2 separate regions of the Pan troglodytes genome follow, and region 1 is linked to region 2. A link is a contact called in public HiChIP or PLAC-seq data. All regions are on one chromosome and are shown on one strand. Each heading gives the region's core, a stretch centred on a gene start, on an enhancer-like site or on the middle of the called end of the contact. The rest is flanking DNA. Distances are from core to core; before and after follow the strand shown. Region 1 holds the start of TTPAL (alpha tocopherol transfer protein like). Region 2 holds the start of GDAP1L1 (ganglioside induced differentiation associated protein 1 like 1).

The links. HiChIP or PLAC-seq counts read pairs in DNA pulled down with a chosen protein or histone mark.
Region 1: a contact with region 2 is called in an H3K4me3 HiChIP or PLAC-seq map of stem cell-derived excitatory neurons, with 10 times the contacts expected there. The contact joins the promoter of TTPAL here to the promoter of GDAP1L1 in region 2. A contact is called at or near these places in 3 of 7 Hi-C or Micro-C datasets (induced pluripotent stem cells and stem cell-derived neural progenitor cells), 1 of 1 datasets of contacts at active chromatin or transcription factors (stem cell-derived excitatory neurons) and 1 of 1 other capture datasets (stem cell-derived neural stem cells).

The regions. Positions count from the first base shown.
Region 1 is chr21:50,726,048-50,730,127 of NHGRI_mPanTro3-v2.0_pri, forward strand. TTPAL (alpha tocopherol transfer protein like) reads left to right here and starts at 2,480. Exons shown (of 5, transcript XM_001152483.7): 1 at 2,480-2,614.
Region 2 is chr21:50,465,144-50,469,104 of NHGRI_mPanTro3-v2.0_pri, forward strand. GDAP1L1 (ganglioside induced differentiation associated protein 1 like 1) reads left to right here and starts at 2,272. Exons shown (of 7, transcript XM_016937949.3): 1 at 2,272-2,386. OSER1 (oxidative stress responsive serine rich 1) reads right to left here and starts at 2,120. Exons shown (of 4, transcript NM_001279967.1): 1 at 2,005-2,120.

The DNA.
Region 1 (4,080 bases), core at 1,230-3,729, 260 kb after region 2:
GGCCTCTTTCTGGATTTTAGTTTCCTCTTCTGTAAATGGGACAATCCTAGCTTGCTGTTCACAGGGTCATTGTAAGGTGAAATTAAGATCATACAAGCACAGTGCCTGGTATATATAATTCAAAAAGCAGAAACTCTTTTTGTTGTCATTGTTTATCGGAGATGTTCTAATCCTGATATAATCTGGTTCTCTAAAATGTAATACCAAGAGGAACAAGAAATGAGGGAAGAGGCAGGGATTTCTGGGGCATCTCTAAATCCTCTCCCTGCCCTGCCCTTGAGACCAAGTTCTTCTCCTGCTGGCAACATCTAGGATTGCCATCTGGGCTCCAGGTACCAGTAGTAGGTCCTAGGTTTGGGTTAAGGAGAGGGGTGAATTTATTCCAATACCTAGGACAGCCTGGTTAGGACAGGGTCATCCCTCACCCTTTGCCACAAGAGCTGCCATTTGGCAGGGCGCAGGAGAATGGCTTGAGCCCAGGCAGCCTCCCAGGTGGCTGGGATTACAGGCCTGGCTAATTTTTGTATTTTTAGTAGAGACAGGGTTTCACCAGGTTGGCCAGGCTGGTCTCGAACTCCTGAACTCAGGTGATCCACCTGCCTTGGCTTCTCAAAGTGCTGAGATTATAGGCATGAGCCACCACATCCGGCTGTTTTGGGGGGTTTTCTTTTTGAGACAGAGTCTCGCTCTGTCGCCCAGGCTGGAGGGCAGTGGCATGATCTCGGCTCACTGCAACCTCTGCCTCCTGGGTTCAAGTGATTCTCCTGCCTCAGGCTCCCACATAGTTGGGTGTGACAGCCGGAAGTGGGGGCCTCGGATTACAGGCGTGTGCCACCACGCCCAACTAATTTTTGTATTTTTAGTAGAGACAGGGTTTCACCATGTTGGCTGGGGTGGTCTCATCATAGTCCTGATCTCAAGTGATCCACCTGCTTCAGCCTCCCAAAGTGCTGGGATTCCAGGCGTGAGCCACTGCACCCGGCCTTACCTTACGTTTTAAAAGATTTCACAGATGTGATTAATGTAAGGATCTTGAGATGGTAAGATTATTCTGGATTATCTGGCTGAGCCCAATGTAATCCCAAGAGTCCTTATAAGAAGAGGGAAGCAGGATCAGTCAGTAGTAGATGTGACAACAGAAGCCAGAGGTTGAGGTGATTTGAAGAAGGGGCCATAAGCTAAGGAATGCAGGTGGCCTCTACAAACTGTAAAAGGAAAGGAACTGATGCTTCCTCGAAATCCCCAAAAGAATGCAGCCTTGCCAACACCTTGATTTTAGACTTTTGACCTAGAGAACTGCAAGAGAATATATCTGTGTTGTTTCAATCCATGAAGTTTGCAGTAATTCCTTGTAACAGTAACAGGAAAATAATACATAGATTTAGCAAACAAAACAAAATCCAGGATGCCCAGTAGTCATATTTGAATTTCCTATAAACAACAATTTTTAAAGTATAAATGTGTCCCAAATGTTGCATAAGACACACTTATCTGTGTGTATGTGTGTGTGTGTTTGGAAAGGAACATGCTTAAATGTTTATCTGAAATTCAAACTGTAGTGAATGTTATATATTTTGTCTGTCAATCTTAGAAGTGATGAAACTGAGAGCAGGAGTCAAAACTCATGATTCCCAGGTCCCCTCCATACTGCTGCCCCCTGCCCCTCAATCTGGCAGAAACTGCCACGTTCTTGTGGCCCTCATGGGTCACTTCCCATCTTCTTGGGACTCCTCTTGCCCCTGGGGTAGGAAAACGAAAAGACTGTTTAAGGTCGTTTCTTTGGGCTCAGAGTTCTCCTGGACCACCAGAGGTGGTCCTCTGCCTCAGAGGGACCTAGGAGATTTGCCTCAAAGTTGCAGTTGCACAAAATACTTGCGGGCGGATCTTAATGGACTGGGGTGGGAGTTAGTAAAGCCTTTGTCTGGAGGGAACGTAATGAACCCCAAAGCAGGAAAAAAGTAATTATTGAATCAGGCTCCAGAGCAAGAATCAGGTTTCAGGTAAGGAAACGGAAGCACAAGAAGGAATGGGGACTTGCTCCAGGTCACTCAGTTAATGACAGACAGATGTCCCCTGGTTTGGAGTCTCCCCTTTTGGAGCAGCTAGTCCTGATAGCAGCCATAGTGGGGGGAAGTCTAGAATGCTAATCCTGAGGTCCGGGTTTGAAGCCCTTTACTGCCTTGATTGCCAGTTTCCCTTTCCTGAAATAGGGGAATTGCATAAATATGAGGAGTTAATAAGATCATGGATGTTAAACAACAGGTACATGTTAGCATGTTCTTGGAAAATGGCAGCTTCTTTCCTTCCTTCTCTGAGCCTCAGTTTCCCCATCTATAAGCCGGGTTTGACAAGCGGCTGGTGCCCCAGCTCCTCCCAGCTACTCCAGGTCCGCAGCTCGGAGCTCCGGCAGCCAGGTGGGGACTGAACACCAACGCCGCGGGGAGGCGTCGCACATGCGCGCTCCTAGGCGGAGCCCCGCCTCCCACGCCCTGGATCGTCACTTCCGGCGCGAGGGGCCGGGCAGGCCGGGCAGGGAGTGCGGGTCGGTTCTGCGTGCGCTGCCGGACGAGGCTCCCGCCGCCGATTGACCCGCGCTCCGCCCGTAGTCGGGCCGGTGAGTGCCCGCGAGCCCATCCGTGTGCCCTGGGAGCTGAGGAGAGGGACCCCTGAGAGGGAAGGATAACCGGAAGTGGGGACCAGAGGAGCGAGAGACCCCAGGAAATGGGGACACCTGGGGAGGGGGTGACAGCCGGAAGTGGGGGCCTCGGAAGGTTGTCCACGGGATATGGGGTCTCGGGGGCTCTAGGAGAGATGGCTTCCTGACCTCTCCTTGTTGAGAGGAAGGGGTGGAAAGGAAAGTGATGCTCCAGAAAGGATGGGCTCCAGGTGGGGGAGATCTTTGGCTTCACCGTTACCAATGGTGTCTGCATCTCACTCATATGTCCGCCTGTCAGCTCATTCACCAGCCTGTGACTGAGTCCTGCTGAGCGCTCGGCACTGCTGAGTCCCTGGAGAGTCAACATGAAGCTCCAGGTGGAGGGTACAGATTAGAAGCCCAGGGTGGGGCTAGACGCATCCTTGCTCTGCCTCACCGGGTGTGCCCCCTTGGGCGAATCGCTTAACCTATATCCTCCGCTGATGTGTACAGACCACTGCCATGTGCCCGGCACTGGGGGTGGCAGTGGACATGGCAGACAAGCCCTCTGTCCTGGTGGAACTTAGATTCTAGGGGACAGTCCTTTTTGTCCTCCTTTGTAAAATGGCAACAGTAATAGCGCTCTCACCAAATAACGTGAAGATTAAATGAGGAAATGGGTAAAGGGCTTAGCAATGCTTGATACATGGTAAAGTGCTCAAGTATGCATTCTCTTCATTCCACTATAATGTAAGCTTTATTAGGCAAGGAATTGTATTGTTTGCGTCTGTGTTCCCAGTGCCTGTGAGCACAGTGCCTGACATATATGGTAGGTGATCGGTAATTATTTGATAAATGAGTGCGTGGTGAAACTGACTCTAGATAAATGCCCATAGCATTGGACTGTAATTTCTAAAAAAGAAATAGGAACCCAGTTCTGTGGAAAACTGGAGGGAATCACCCTCAGGGAGTTTGGGAAGGATTCACTGAGGTGGTGACATGGCAGCTGAGCCTGAGCTGTCAAGTTAGGAACAAATTAGAAGAGGAAATTCCAGGCAGAGTGTATCAGAAGTGCACGAGTTATTCCAAGGATGATGGGTTATTAGTTTGTTTTGACTGGCATTTAATGTGCATCAAGGTGGGGTGCGATGGAAAATGAGGCTGGAGAGGGGCTTTGAGGTGAGGCTTGTACCTTGTGAACACTGATGTTTGATGGGATTGCAGGCATCTCTTGGTTACTTCCATAGAAACAAAGCCATAGTTGTTCCATTCCTCACTTAGCATACCTGTGCCAACCAGACTAAAGTCATTCAACAAATATTTATGGAGTGCAGATTATGTGTCTAACACCATGTTAGGCGCTGGGTTTCAGGTGATGAACAAGACAAACTTGGATGTTGCTCACAAATTGCCAACAGACAATTGCAACAGGGTGGGAGAAGTGC
Region 2 (3,961 bases), core at 1,022-3,521:
TTGCAGGTTGTAAACAAATTCTTCCTGCTGGTAGAACTAAATTGAAGTTTGACTTACAATGTTCCTCAATTACCTTATGATCCGTTAGTCAATGTTCAGCCCTTACCGAGTTCATAAATCATCTGAGCCAATCTCCCCAACCCGCAGACCGCCCCCCAAGTCCTCTTTAGCCCTCTCTGGAAATCAGTCAGCATTTACGTACACATCACATTTAAGTATACACTGCTGAACCCTACAGGCAGAAATTCATTTCTTTCACAAATATTTACAGAATTCCTACCACGCGCATGGCACTAGAATGAATGCTAGGGATAGAAGCCCAAACTCCATTTCCGTAAGGACTAGAATCTCATTCCTGCCCTCCAAGAGCTTACAATGTAACACTGTGCTAAGAGGCTCTGAACCTACATATGTAACTTTTAATTATACCATGCTGACTTAATAGCATGGCAGGTGATCACCCTAGATGTTAATACAAACTTTACATTCCTGTTGACACACTAAAAGATCTATCATCTAAAAACCAAAACAGGCCAGAATTAAAATCTGGCTACAGACTAAAACTTCAGGAATGAAGTTCTGTCTAAACCATTTTCAGACTTCCAGCATTTTTTTACTACTCACTTTTTTTCTCAGTTATTTTAGCCAAGAACAAAGGTGAGCATTAGGCATAACCTTAAGAGCTAGAGAAGAGCATGTTTGTAATTATAAAAGGCTCATTAGGCTCCTCTGCATCCCCAGATCCCCATTCAAAGAAAGGGCTGTACAACTAACTCCGGACAACAGATATAATTGGCTTGCCCTTCTTCATTAATATTAAATTTGTGGGAGACAGTCTTGGCGTTTTCACTGCAGTGAACTCGTGAAGTTGAACAATCTCCAAAGAGATGAAACTTTAAAAAGCCTATTCGAAGTTACTTTAAGTCAAATCACACCAGGCAATTTAACTTTGCCTCGGATTTTCCACAACCTTACAAAAATTACAAAGTTCTTCTAAGTTCCTCCATCAAAAGGCCAAATTCCTGGTTTTTTCTTTCAACAAAATGGATGCGTCACAATCTTATTTACATCTTGCCGTTTTAACCAAGACCTCCTTGAATCCCAAGCCTAGGTCTACATTTCCAGGCCCCTGAGACGACCTAAGAACGATCAAGAAGGGATGCGCGGGTAAGCGTTGTCATCACAACATTAAAGATTTCGAAACTCCCAGACCACCAGGAAGCGTAGAGTATGGGGAAGAAAACCATGCCCAGCAACTCTAAGAGGCAAACTAGACCGGGAGGAAACAATCGGCCCCCAGGACAAAAAGCACATTCACACCTCTCCGTGCAACCCACTCATCCCTTTATACTCGCAGCGCTGCAGCCAAAGCACAAAGTTCTTTCTTTTCACCCAGAGTCTGTGCCTGTCGCGGTTAAACATGAACGGAGGAAAATTCCTAGTCAGAACCCAGAGGGGTAGGACGGGGCTTGGAGTGTGGGGACAACGCCAAGCAGGGAGCTGTCCAGGGGCACTGCCCGCCCGGGGTCTCCAGCTGTAAAGTTGCGCTCCTCGGGAGATTCCTGGGGTCAGAACGAGAGGCTGGAGTCGGAGCGAGGCACGAGGGATGCGGGAGAAGAAAGGAGTGGGGCCGAAGAGGTAGCCAACGAGAATGGGGCTCCGAGGCGAGAGGGAAAGGACTGGAAGGGGCAAAGGGCGGCCAAGGAGGGCGAAAAGGGGAAGCTGCCGCTGGGCGGGAGACGGCGGAGGAGCGAGACGGGGCGGGGGACCGCGGGAGGACGGGAAGGCGGGAAGAGGAGAGAGCGTGGAGCTCGGAGCTCCAGCAGGCACAGGCCGCGGCAGATAAGGGGGCGCGGAGAGGCCCAGGCCCGGCCCAGGCAGGAGGCGTCGGGAGACGACGCGACCCAAGGCGGGCGGGCCCGGGGAAAACCGCCCGCGGCCAGACCGGCAGTGGAAGCTGAGACGCAGTGCTGCGGCCCCTCCCCGTCACGTCAGGGCACTTACCTCCTCACAGCTGGGACGCTCCGGTGATGCGGTGCAGTCAGTTCAGAGCGTCTCTCCCAAATCTCGGCGCCCAACTGACCCGGATCCAAACCAGCCAAAGGGGCGGCCCGCGCCTCGGGAGTCGCATTGCGCCTGCGCACTCCGGCATGCACCCCGCCCCCTGCTTATGCTCCTCCCACCCCAGTGACTCGGCAGCGCGGCAGCCGACGACTGCGCAGACGCAGGGCGGCGGCCGCGCCTCTCGAACGCCCCGCACCCGCCCCCCTCAGAAGCACGTGCGCCTTACGTAATTTCCTGTTATTCTTCGGTTTGCCTCCTCCCAGTGGCGTGGATTTGCTCCCGACCCGCTTTTGGGGCGTGCCTGCTTCCTCCTCTCTGTTAGGTGAGTGAGTAGGCGTCATTCTTCACAGTAGTCCTCTGCCTCCACCGCCCCGGGATCTCCTTGCGCTTGGTCCTCTACGTGGAGTCACCTATGCAGAAGAATTCCACGGGGCGGGGGCGAGGACAGGGTGCGGGGGTCTTTATGGCAGACAGTCCCCGGCTGAGCGCTTGGCCAGAGTTTCTGTGATGCTAGAATCTGGACTGCCTGCGACCTCTCCGGGACTCGGACACCAGCCCTCGCCTCCTGGTGATCTTTTAGGTCCTGCAGAGAAGCGAAGAGGTATTGGACGTGGCCAGGGTCAATAGTGTGAAGCCAGAATTAGAATTGAATTGAAATGCCTTCGGTTTTGATATCTCTGCTGTTTGTCTTGAGGCAACTGCTTTTCCTCCTTTGGGCCTCTCAGTTTTCCATCTAGTAAGTGAGGAAGTTGAACCTTATCGGTGAATCTCGTGTTTTCAGGCGTAGACTCCTTTGAGAATCTGGTAAGAACTGTAGATCCTCTTGCCAAACAAATGCACCTACACACCAAATTTTGCAAAAAGATTTAGGCAGTTCACCAAAGGAGATGAATTTTAGGATTCTTTACATTTTTCTGATTCTGAATGTTGCTCAGATGGTAGGCGGGAAAAGGTGATCTGTGCAACAGCTGCCACCCGCTCCATCACCAGGACTGGTTCTGCTGATCTAGCTGTGCCTCTCCTCGCCTGCCAATCTCCAGCTCCACGTCTGCACTTCTCAAAGCTTCGTGAGAACAGATGATTTTGCGCAATAGAGTTGGATGGCGTTGATTGTGGCCCACCCCTAGAGTGAGGGTTTTTCCCTGAAGCAAAACTGGCCCCATCCACCGTCATTCCCCAATACCTTAGTTGTAGTCAACTAACTAGATAGGCTGCCGAAGATGGTTTAACTGTGTCCAGCTTAACTACAGCCAGGCTTTGGAATGCCTGGCCTATGTCTGTAAATGAAATCTAACAATTTATTGTATAACGTTGTTAAACATGAAGCATGAAGTTGGCCGTGGATAAAACATTTTAAATTCTCGTCGTTCATACCAGAGGCTCAGTAACTGACCGGTTGAAAGAAAACTGTTCATTGTAACCTAATGATGCTAGTTAGATAGCATTAGATTATGTTAGAGATTAGATAACTTGTTCTAGCTGCCTTTGTCCTGTCTCACAGTGCTAGTAAGTCAGGATTTAAACTGCCCTTCTCAACATCTCTTGGACAAGAAAAAGCGGGAAATACGATGTATTTTTTTTCTCAGACCTTGCCAAGTGAAATGTATCAAAACCAAACATGTCTTTTTAAGCTGCCACTTCAAAATATAACTTAAGATAAAATCTCATATATCCTTGAGAAGGCCTGGCACGGTAGCTCATGCCTATAATCCCAGCACTTTGGGAGGCCGAGGCGGGTGGATCACTTGAGGTCAGGAGTTTGAGACCAGCCTGGCCAACATGGCGAAACCCTGTCTCTACTAAAAATATGAAAAATTGGCTGGGCATGGTGGCGCATGCACCTATAATCCCAGCTACCCGGGAGGCTGAGGCAGGAGAATCTCTTGAAGCCGGGAGG